Linked DNA regions of Anser cygnoides: region 1 is linked to region 2. The links are chromatin contacts, called in public Hi-C maps. All regions are on one chromosome and are shown on one strand. The core of a region is the stretch at or near the end of the contact, and the rest is flanking DNA. Distances in the headings are between cores, read along the strand shown. Region 1 holds the start of CA5A (carbonic anhydrase 5A). Region 2 holds the start of ZFPM1 (zinc finger protein, FOG family member 1).

What was found. A called contact is a pair of places that touch in the nucleus more often than the background predicts.
Region 1: a Hi-C map of liver shows a contact between it and region 2, with 1.8 times the contacts expected there. The contact joins the promoter of CA5A here to the promoter of ZFPM1 in region 2. A contact is called at or near these places in 2 of 7 Hi-C or Micro-C datasets (both in liver).

The regions. Positions count from the first base shown.
Region 1 is chr12:2,360,181-2,366,080 of Taihu_goose_T2T_genome, forward strand. CA5A (carbonic anhydrase 5A) reads left to right here and starts at 1,271. Exons shown (of 7, transcript XM_013197592.3): 1 at 1,271-1,498. The coding sequence starts at 1,378.
Region 2 is chr12:1,968,867-1,974,490 of Taihu_goose_T2T_genome, forward strand. ZFPM1 (zinc finger protein, FOG family member 1) reads right to left here and starts at 1,800. Exons shown (of 11, transcript XM_067004314.1): 1 at 1,644-1,800. The coding sequence starts at 1,683.

The DNA of each region.
Region 1 (5,900 bases), core at 21-2,520, 390 kb after region 2:
GGCCTTGAGGCTCACCAGGAGCCTACACCACACTCCCACCCATGACCCAGGAGGCTGTTTAAGCTCAGGCTCAGCCCTTTTAAGTTTTGTTGCTGGGGCACTTGTCTTCAGGCTTGCTTTTGGCCCTGTCTCCAAGAAGGACTTCGGACCCCTGTTGTTGCTTGCGTTTGGCCCTGTCTCCTTTTGCTCCTGTCCAGGCTCTCAGGTTGGACCTTGGACCTGCTGCTTGCTGCGTTTGGGACTGCTGATGGCCACTGAGCTGTGCCCAGCTCTGCCTGCTGTGCTCAGCCCCTGTGGGTGAGGGCATTGAGCTAAGAGTGACCGCGGCACAGTCAGAGGGCTGGCTCTCATTCCCTGGCGTGCCCAGGCACTCTTTTCTCATGTCATTCCATCTTAATCCTAAAGGGCCTGTAATAACACCACAAAAAAAGTCCCTGGAAAATGAGTTGCTTGGTCTACAGCTGTAAGAAGTGCTTCTCTCTGCAGCTAGGGCAGGAAGGCCAATCTGGTGACAGAAACGTCCCACAGTGCAAGGGAGTAACTTAAATATGGATCTTCCACATCAGCTAACAAACATTATTAGAATTGTACGTGGAAATAAGGGAGTAACTCTCCTCATGCTTTCATCCCTAAGAAACAGGTCAGGAAACCCTGTTCTCCCCACTGGAGAGGGCTGAGCCAAAGTGGTTTTTGAGCTTAAGTGAGTGGGAGGGGTAATGATGGTTCCTTGGGTCTGTTCCTGTTTCTAACCTGTAAGAAATGATCCTTCTTATGAGACACCTTATAGTTCAGAAAGAGTTTCTTCACCCTGACGGTGCAATAATACTGTATTACGTGCTAGGAGCTGCAATGCTTTTCTGTAGGAGGCTGCTCCGCCTGTTCTGCTGGGCAAGCCTTTGTATCTACGAGATTTCTGCAAATTCCTCAGCTTGAGCGGTCACCGCTCCTCAGAACCACAACTGTCAATGATAGCAACTGTTAGCTATCAGCATTCAAAAGAATGTAGGGTGAAGAAGTGATAAGAAACCTCTCCTTGCATACAAAAGAGTGGTTTTTGTAACCCTTTGGTATTCTTGGAGCCACATGAGAGAAAGCCCGGAAAGTGCACAAATAATTACCAACTAGCCCAGCCTCCAACTAAATTAGAGCCAATGAAAAAAGCCATTCCAGGGATAAGTTGAAAATTAACTGTTTGGTTAGCTCCCTCTCTCCAACCAGGAAAGGGTGCTCTCAATTTTTTTTTATAAATAGGCCTGGAGATCCCTTGAAGCTGTATGTCCACAGCATTTTTTCCTCTGTGTTGATAGGTTGCTAGACTCCAGAAAGCTCCTCTGGCTGTTTGACTAACCAAAGTTTTCAAGTTCCAAGGTGATAATAATGAATAACGTGAAGACAAATACTCTGGTACATTTATACAAGCAGCTGAAAACGCTCTGGAGTCCGCCAGCACGACTCTGCAGCCTGGCTACCTGCACTCATAAAGACAGGAATGATGCGTGTAAGTATTTCATTTTGTCACCTGTGTAAGAGAGATGCAGAGGTACAAAGATAACAAATGTAATTGTTGTTCTTTCGTCAGGTAACTAAAAAGGGAAATTTGAGAATGTGACTGAGAGATTAAAGAAAAAAATGAACAGAAGGAGAGAAAGGAGAGATAGAAATACCTTACTGAATTGCGTGATTCCTCTCCACATGCACAATTAAAATATTGTTCATTATTTCTGTGCGTTAAGTTTGTGATTTTAACTTAACTCTAATGAAGAAATAGGCTTTAAAACAATTTTGTCAAGCAAGGCTTTGACTGTCTCCAATGAAATTCATACAAACTGATTCTGGGTGACTTTAATAGACACTACAATGTTCAGTTTTGAAAATAAGGCCCTACAGAAGTACAAACCACAAAGCCCTTGAAATTTTGGGTCTAGGAGATCTACAGTGAATGACTTATTGAGGTGCAATATATGCATAAACTAAAATGTCAAAGGCTTAGTTATTTAAAATGCTGGTTAACTTATCTTCAGATATGACTTGTGATGAGGCCAGCCAGAGATTACACGTCTACTCGCTCGTGTGGAGATAATGGCAGCTGGAGCAATAGTCAAGAGTAACATTTTACATCTAAGAAATCCCTTTGTTTCCACTATTTTTCCTCTGTAAAAATATTTAGCTTACTTTTCTCAAAGAATAGCCATATTCCTCCTTGAAAACTACAATGTGATTCTCCTCTATTTAAATTATCAAACGATAAAACTTATATTTACTTAAATAATGAGAAAACAGCTGATTTTATCTTATGTGGCAGATAGAACACAAAGCAGTATGGATGGAGACTAGCACAAGGCTTTGTTTCTCCTGAAAGTTACAAGAAATATTCAATAAGCATCCACGTTTAACAGCTCTACACTTGTAAGTGCATTTTGGAAGGTGACACCAAAATACTTTCTGCCACTAAGTGACCAGCACTTCAGAAAAACAGATAGATTAGCTGCCGAGTGCAGTGTGTGCTGTGTATATATTCCCAGACATGGAAGCTGTATGTAAGATATAATATGCAAGCTTCTCTATCAATCATGAGAAAAAAGAGCAGTTTTTATAATTATAGAATGTATGCAATATCTGTCTGAGTTCTCAGTCTAAATTTTCCCTTTTTTGCTCCTCAGAACAGAAAACGTGTTTTATTCTGAAAATATAATACAGAATGGGTATTCAATCAAGTAACATAACGGTATTTTCACCTTCATTTAAAAAGTGCCTTTAAAATCTGTAGAAGATGCCCAATTCTAGAAGCAAGATTAGCATTAGATTTTGTTGCTAGTGAAGCGTCCACAAGAAGAACCATTAACATGTTCCTAATGCAAAATGTAAGTCACGTATGCATCCATGACAGTATTTTTTCCTTTTCTGACATGTTTAGAGTACTTTCTTAGTAATACACTGAAGTTCCTTAAACTCCCTTCCTTATCAGTTTTTTCCACTTACAAGCATGTTTAGAAACTTGTTTTTTTCATTAATAATGAAAAATGAAGACATTCGTCTAGTCAAAGAAAAGCCCCACAGTAATATTTATAAAAACAATGTTTTAGCCTTACAAAACAGTAGCTTTTCTACGAAATTCAGATTAAGTGTATTAACTAGGTGTATGTACTAGCAGCTTTTCTAACGAATTCAGATTAGAGGCTCTAATTAGAAGCCTGTACAACTGTAGGTACACCCATTTGCACAAGGATGTACACACATGAGAACATATCCTAATAGTCACAAGCAACATCTGTATCACTCCTTTACCTGTAATTATCAGCAAACTTTTTTAATGTTTGAGATTCAACAGCTAAAACCAACACCTGTGCCTAAAAGGGTAATGATTGGGCTCATACCATACTGCTCATCGTGTGCAGTGATATGAATTACTGCTTCAGAGGAGAAATCCGGAGAATCTACTGTAACTATGGTTAAAAAGATTTCTTATTATTCTGTATCCTCACTTTGTTATTTATTCATCTTTATATTTGAAGTAATAAATTAAGACTGCAAGTCCAATGACTTCCGATTGCAGAAGCCATAGAGAAAATATAAATCTAGACCCTTCATTAAAAAGTAATGAAACCTAAAAATCAGCAGCACAGAATCCCTATGCACAGTTCCTCACTTTCCTACCTGTTCAGTCTTAATATACCACAAAACCTTAAGGCCTATAGAATTTAAAACTTCAGAAATGGAACATATTACTATTAGTGTGGCATTTCTGTTTAATTGGTAACGGTATTGCTCTAGGAAAATTATTTGAAATCCTTTGGTGGAGTAAGAAGGCAAAGTGGAGAAGGGCTGAGATCTCTGTCTTGACATGTGATAGAGAAACTCATTATTTTGGGGGTTATCCGTGTCAGTTCCCAATAAGGGGCTAAATGATGCCGTGTTTTTTTTCCTGTGAACACTTGTCCATTGGGAGCTGCACTGAGAAATCAAAACTCAGTTTGTGCTACCAAACGTTCCAGGAAGAGCTCATACAAGGCTGTTCGATCACAAGACCACTACTGATTAAATTAACTACAAATGCTAACTGTTTTTACTCACATTCCTCTTCAATTTAAGACAGACGCTATTGATTACTTAAATCTTTCTCTATTCCATGACATTCACGCAGGAAATGCCAAAACAAACTGATTCAGAAAAACACCATCTTTGGAATGGTTGGTTTCAGCTGCCAGTGAATAAATGCTAGCTCTGAATAAGCCAGCCTGTGGGTTCCTCCATCTGGTGGCTAGACCCTGTGCATAACACGCACTGAAAGCAAAAAGCACATCCAATTACGTTCAGCTCCGCACAGATGACAGCATAAACAGCCCGTTCAGCGACAAAGACTTGGAAAAAATGGTCCATGTTTTGAAGCCTGGTAAAGCTAGGCTATTGAGCTGTTGGTTAAAGTCTTCAATTTAATGTTCATCACTCTCACTACCATTTTCCTGAATTTCATCTTTTACCTTTCCCCCCTACCCTTCCCACTCACAGGAGTCTTTCACCAAGCTGGGTGGTGATAGCTCGGACTTCTGCTATGACAATAAATAAAAGATAAAACAATGCAAAGACTGACGCTTCCCAGTGTCTCTTCTGGATTCCCATTGCGACCCCACGAGTACAAAAGTATTTTTATGCAATTCACTGGGAAAGAACTGTAGAAGCAATTCTGAGAATCAAAGGATACACGTTAACAATTTCTAATGATGTGGAGTACTATGTGGATGCCTGTAGTAAGCTCTGTGATATCTGCTAACAACAGATGGAGGTGGTAGTTTCAGATACCTTTTAACAAAATAGACAAGGAGTAGCTGGAAATGTTCTCCGTAAGGATTTTAAGGCTATGGAGTACACCCTCATCCTAATAATTACTGCCAGAGCAGAACTGAAAGGCTTTTTTCTTTCCTATCCTTTGAGAAGAAGGTACAAGAAAAGCAGAATCCTTCCATTCTTTTTTAAATGCCCACGTACAGCAGTGACACGCGATCCAGGTGTGCCATCTCCAGGACTGCACCTCCAATTGCAGTAACCAGACGCGAATTGTCCGTGAGGTTTCTTCTAAGCCTGCGTGCATAATTTTAGCAAATGTTTTTATACGGAAAAGATAAAGCCCCTATTTGCTTTACCTTGCCAACTGAAATTACCTTCTTCTTATCTGGACTTAGCCTCAGCCACTGCCTTCTCATCCAGGCTCCTATCTCAGCCAAACATTCTGGAAGCAGAGAAAAGCTCAGCATTTCACAATCTGCTGCTGCTTTCCTGTTGAGCTTAGAGTACTCTGTCAGTTGCATCCGTTTGATAAAAAGCATTGGACTGTTTATCAATAAACTGGCCTACATCACAGTCCAACTCTGACATCAATTCAGCAGAACTTTCAACGCCTTGTCATGATGAACCACAGCCAACCACCGCTGTTATCATCCAAAATCTTGATTCATACTAAAAAACCTCAAAGAAATCAACCTATCTTGGATTTCCTCTGTAATATTCAATCCAAGTGGCTGAAGCAGAGCCACGGTCCTTTAAAGTTTATATGGTTCTTTACCGAGTTTCAGTAATGTTTGTTTTTATTTTTCTAATTCAGAATGTGTTGCTATGGAAAGCACTGCTGCTCAATTTAGGACAAAAACACATTTCCTTCATGCGGGTGCGGTTTCCCAACTGCCCCCACAGTCCTGCCCTCCCTGTTCTACTTCAGAGCAGGGTGAAGCTTGTTTGAAAGCCCCTATATGAACAAAGTGCTTTATTCAACAGGTCTTTTTTCAATTATTATTATTATCCTTTTTAAAGATTTAAACCTTAAAGACTAAAATCCACTAAAGCGGAGTCGCTTTACCCCTCATTCTTACTTGACAGCTACCTGAATTAGTTTTCGTACTCTTTCTTCT
Region 2 (5,624 bases), core at 550-3,049:
GTCTGGTTACCAGAGCCCTGATTCATGCATACTTTCCCTCCTCAGGAGAGAGCAGTCGGAGGCAGCCGAAACGCGCTCTCGCGGCGCTCCACGTCTCTAATGACTGTTTTCATGTTGACACATACAGGAAGGGTTCCAAGCTTTCAGCTTTTAATCAGTTTTGGCCATCGCTGGCGGCCTGAGATCAGCCTCCCACTTTATCATTTCTTCACATCTCGGCAGAAAGCAGCCGGGGAAGGGAGAGCCGAGCCGCCCGCGCCCCGCCAGCGCGCCCGCGGAGGCTGAGCGCCCCGGCGGCCCCCTCTGCCCCCCCTCCCGTCCTCCGTGGGCTCCCCGTGGCCGTGGCGCGGAGCCCACGGGCCGGCAGGATGCTATCGCCCCGATCGGTTACTGGGGCTACCGGAGAGGCTTCTCCCGTTTTCCCCCCAGCTGGAGCTCGCGTGCTCCATCGCCACCGGGGACGGAGCCGCCCGCGAGAGGGGCTTCGCCGCCCAGGCGCGGGGAAGGAAACCCACGGAAGTCGGATAAAAAAAAAGAACTATCCAAAAGGAAAAAATAAAATTAAAAAGGAAAAAAAATTCAAGGAGGCAGCCGGGACTATTTTTAACTCTACCCGGGTAAAAGTCTAGCTGAGCTTTATCACCAGAACAATCACCCCAGGCAGGGAAACAGGTAGGTGCAACTCAGCCTTGCAATTATTTCAAGAGAAAGATAAAGCTGTATTATCACATGGTGGCCAGCCTTCCCTATCCTCGCATCTCGGCCTTATCGCCGGCTTCGATCGACTCAAGGGGAAGAAAAAAAAAAAAAAAAGAGAGAGAGAGAAAAGAAAACCAACAGGGAGGAAGGGGGGGGAAAAAAAAGCAGCCAACCGAGCCCGGCACCGAAAAAACTTCCAGCGCTTCGCCCAATTTCTTGGAAGACGCGGCGGCACATCGCGGCATCGCGCCGGTGGGCGCCGATAACGGGGCTCGGGGGGGGGGGGTCCCGGAGCGACACCCCCGGGATCCCAACCTCCTCCCCGCCCTAAGGGGCCTCAGGGTGCCGGGGGAGCCCCCCCCGGAGCCGGGGGTGTCCCACGGGAGACGGAACCCCCGTGGGCGGCCCGGGGAGCCCCTGCCCCGCTGCGGCTGAGCGGCGGGCAGGGGAGATAAGATCCCAATTTGAGGCCGTCCCGACGGAGCGATCTTTATCGGGCCGGGACTCGCGGAGCGGAATATTTTCCAGCCTTATCGGGGGCCCCCATCGGGAGCCGGTACCGGAGGAGCCACCGAGCTGGCAGCGCCGCCGGGGAGGGGAAAGGGGGGGGGGGGGGGGGGGGGGGGGGGGCGGCGGGGACGAGGTGGGGAACGGGGAAGGGGGCCGGGATGAGATGGGGAACGGGGACGGGGAACGGGGCTGGGGAACGGGGACGGGGAACGGGGACGGGGAACGGGGACGGGGAACGGGGCACGGAGCTGGGGAACGGGGCGGGGGGGGGCAGCGGGCACCGGGCACAACCGGGAACGGGGCTCCCGTGGTGGGGACTGGGGCAGAGGGGAAAGTGCGGGGGGGGGGGGGGGGGGGGGGGGTGTGCAAAAAATTAAAAATAAATTAAAAATAAGCGAGGCGAGATAGCAGCGGGGGGACGAACCGGGACTCACGTTTGATCTGCCGGGGGTTGCTCTGTTTCCTCCTGGACATCGCTCGGCGGGGGGCGAGCCCGGCGCCCCGGCTGGCTGCTGGGCGGGCGGCGGCGGCGGCGGAGGGTGGGTGGCGGGGGCGGCGGCGGCGGCGGCGGGCGGGCCCCCCCCCCCCCGGGGCTGCTCGCATCGCCCGCCCGCCCCTCGCTGCCGGGGCCGGGGCCGGGGCCGGGGCCGTGCGCGGCGGAGCGGAGCCGCCGCCGCCGCGGGATTTTTCTCAATGGGGCGCGAGGCCGCCTCGAGCCCGCCCCAGCCCCCCGAGGGGGCGGGGCCTGCCGCCGCCGCGGCCGCTCATTGGCTGGCGCCCGCTCTCCCCGCCCCCTCCCCCCTCTCACGCCGGCCACGCCCACCGGATGGCGTAACCGGCGCGCGCGGCGCGGAGGGGGCGGGGGCGGCCCCGGGGGGCGGGGGGAGCGGGGGGGGGGGTTCGGCCCCTCCCCTCGGGGGTTCTGCCCCCTCCCCCCAGCATGGCCTGCACCCCCCTGTAGGGGGTCCCCTTTTTGGGGTCCTCACCCCCCCCCCCCCTCCCCGCAGGGTCCCCACGGCCCTGCCGTGGGATCCCAGCCCCCCCCCCCCCCAAAATTTGGGGTCCCCACCTCATTTTGGGGGTCCCGACCTCATGTTGAGGTCCTCAGAGCGTCCTCTGGGACCCCAGCCCCCACAATTTGGGGTCCTGACCCCATTTTGGGGTCCTCAGAGCGTCCTCTGTGACCCCAGCCCCCACAATTTGGGGTCCTGACCTCATTTTGGGGTCCTCAGAGCGTCCTGTGGGACCCCAGCCCCCACAATTTGGGGTCCTGACCCCATTTTGGGGTCCTCAGAGCATCCTCTGGGACCCCAGCCCCCACAATTTGGGGTCCTGACCCCATTTTGGGGTCCTCAGAGCATCCTCTGGGACCCCAGTGCCCCCCATGGGATTCTAGCCCCTCCCCGGTTACCCCTTTTGGGGTGCACCAGGGGTCCTGACCCCCCCCCCCCCCACCACCACCACTTTGGGGTCTCCAGCTCCCCTTTGGAGCCGCTGAGCTCCCCAAGGGACCCCAAGCCCACCCAGGACCCCCACCTAGGGGTGCACAGAGGGGACCTAGCACACAGGGGGCCCCATCCTGCTGTGCCCCATCCCCTTCTGCGTTGGGACCCTTGGGGTGCCTGCGGGGTGCTGCTCCGCAGGGTGCTGCCCCCTCCAAATTCGGCGCCCCCACAGTTCCCCGTCTGCCTCTCCCACCTTCAGATCCAGCCGTGCGAGGGTGGAGGGGCCAAAACCCGCGGCCAACGGGAGCTGCTCGGGGTTGGGTCCACGACCCGAACATTTTTGCTGTCAGGGGTAACCAAAAAATGGGGCCAAGCCCAGCCCTCGGCATGGGGGGGGGCTTTGCTGGGACCGCTGCTCCTGGGTTAGTGCCTCCTGGGACTCTGCGGGAGCCCTTGATGGCACGGCATGGCACGGCACGGCACGGCACGGCACGGCACGGCACGGCAGCTTGGCCACGTCCCCTCTCCGTACACCACTGAACACTGGGTGTGCTTTTTTTTTTTTTCCCTTTCTCATTTTTTTCCTCTATCATTTTTTTCCCCTCTTTTTTTTTTTAAAGGGTTTTTAATTAGCTTCCTGTTTCAATGGTGGGATAATGAGTTTTAAGCGGCACATGATTCCAGTAAAGAGGTCAAGCCGGCAATGAGGATGTCAAAAGAAATTAAGTTAGGAATTACGAAGAGTTCCAGGGGTAAGAGAGAAACCGGCGAGGGCGGGCGGTGCGGCGGCGGCGAAGGGCTCGCTCTGCGCCCGTTGTGTGCCCACCCCCAAAAGTCCAATTGAGGCGTGAGGGGGGTTTCACCTCGTTTGGGCCCGAGCTGCAGACCTGGAGACCGCCAGAGCTCGGGGCCGGTGGCTCTGCTTCCAGTGCCTTGCTATTCCTTGCCACGTGCGTAATGCCGCCGAGCGCCCGCGCACGTCCTCGCGGGGCCGTGACACCGGGCGCTGCCCGTCCCCTGCTTCGGCTCTGCTCGGAGATGAACCCCTGGGGCATCGGGGGTTCTGCTCCCCAAAGCCATCTTGGGGGGGTTTCATTTGTTGTTTTGGGGTCAGGGCGCTGGGGCTGGCACCCTTGGGTGCGCCCCTGAGGCTCAGCACCGATGCCGGGGAGCCGAGGGCTCTGGCTCGCACCGCATCCTCCTGGGGAGACCTTTGGGCAAACCCTTCAGTTCATGGGGTTATCATAGGATCATAGAATATCCGAGCTGGAAGGGACCCACAAGGATCATTGACTCCGACTCCTGGATCCCCAAAGGACCACAAAAATAAGAAAATTTAAAAAAAAAAAATCAGACCAGGTGTTAAACGCACGCCAACAAATCCGTGGGGCTGTGGTGGGGGACGAGCGGGCGCAAATGGGGTTGGGCACCAAGTGGCTGCCTCTCGCTCTACAACGAGTGGCCAAAACCCCCTCAAACCAGCCCCAAACCCCTCAAACTGGCCAAAAAAAAAAAAAACCAAACGTGCCAGAGGCTGCTTGCAGCACCAGCCCTGCCCCAGGGACAAACAGGTTGCAGTCAGTCCTCACCCTTGCGCATTCCTCGCCAGTGTCCTTTTAATTAGCTCCTTGGCACCCTCCCAAGCCCTCCGAGATCCCCCCGAGGCCCGAGAATTTGCAGTCGCTTCGGAAAATGTAGGACTGAGGGCTGGATCCACGCTGCGGGACCATCCCCGAGCACCTCCCCGCCCCATCGCCCCGCGTGGAGACCCACGGGTGCCCCTGCGTGGGTGCCACCCGCCGTGGCGCGGGGCTGGGTGCCGGTGTCAGCACCACATCTCCTCGTGGGTGGCTCGTTTTTTTTTCCTCCCCCCCCATCCCGTTGTGTTTGCAGAGAGATTGTTATAGGGTAACAGAATAAATAGCGTGTTTTCCCGAGGAGTGAATTACATGCCTGCAGAGCAGCGATAATGCGCCGGCAGCCGTTTCCCCCATTGTGCGCGAGGTGACATCTTTTTATGGAGCTGTGTACATTTGTATTAGTGCCAATTAATCTGGGGCGATATTATTAGAGACGCGGGGAGAGGATGTGTCGGCGGAGGAATGTAAATGGAAAAAGCCGAGGCGCTGCCTCGGCCATATTTTAGGGCCGTGGGGCGGGCGGCAGCGGTGCTGGGTGCTGCGCTGGGCGCCCCGAGAGGTGCAGGGCACCCATGGGAGCTGCGCCGGCCGGTGGCACAGCAGGGCTGTGCTTGGGGCTGCAGGAACAGCTGCAAAAAGTCGTATTTTAGGCTTTTTTTTTTGTTTTGTCCTAAAAGGGAGGAATTGCATCCGGGGTGCCCCCGCAGGGCTGGGTGCCGGGCGGGCCCTGCCACCTACCGGTGCGCGCAGCTGGCCCTGCTCCCACTCGTCACCTGCTGCCGGGTGGTGGCAGGGCGCAAAGAAATAGTGCCCCTTGCTCCTGGGGGGGCGTCGAAGCCCAGGGGAAGTGTGCAGACAAACTCTCCCACCCCTGATGCTGCAAGGCCCAAATTCAAGGCTGGGGTTTGGGTTGGGCTCGATGATCCTTGTGCATCCCTTCCAACTCAGGATATTTTAGGGCTCCATGAGTTCTTGATGCTGTTTTTTTTGTGTGTGTGTTTTCTTTTTTTTTATTATTTTTTATTTTTCCTATTGGTTTCATCCCCAGGAAAATTCCCTTTGAAACCCTCCCCAGTTTCCCTGGCCCTTAAAGCCGCATCTCCAGAGCTGGCACACGGGGAGCATCGCGCCCCCATCCCGCTCGCTTCCACATTTTCAATTTGCACCCTCGAGCCGGTGCAGGAGGCAGCGGGTGCACGTGTCCCCTGCAAGAGGAGTGTGGGGGCCGGGATTTAAATTACTGCTGTGCAAGGAACGGCCAGATTTGACTCAAGAGCAACGAAAAAAATCTCCAGCCCCTGCTAGCAGCGTGACAACCATGGTGGATCCC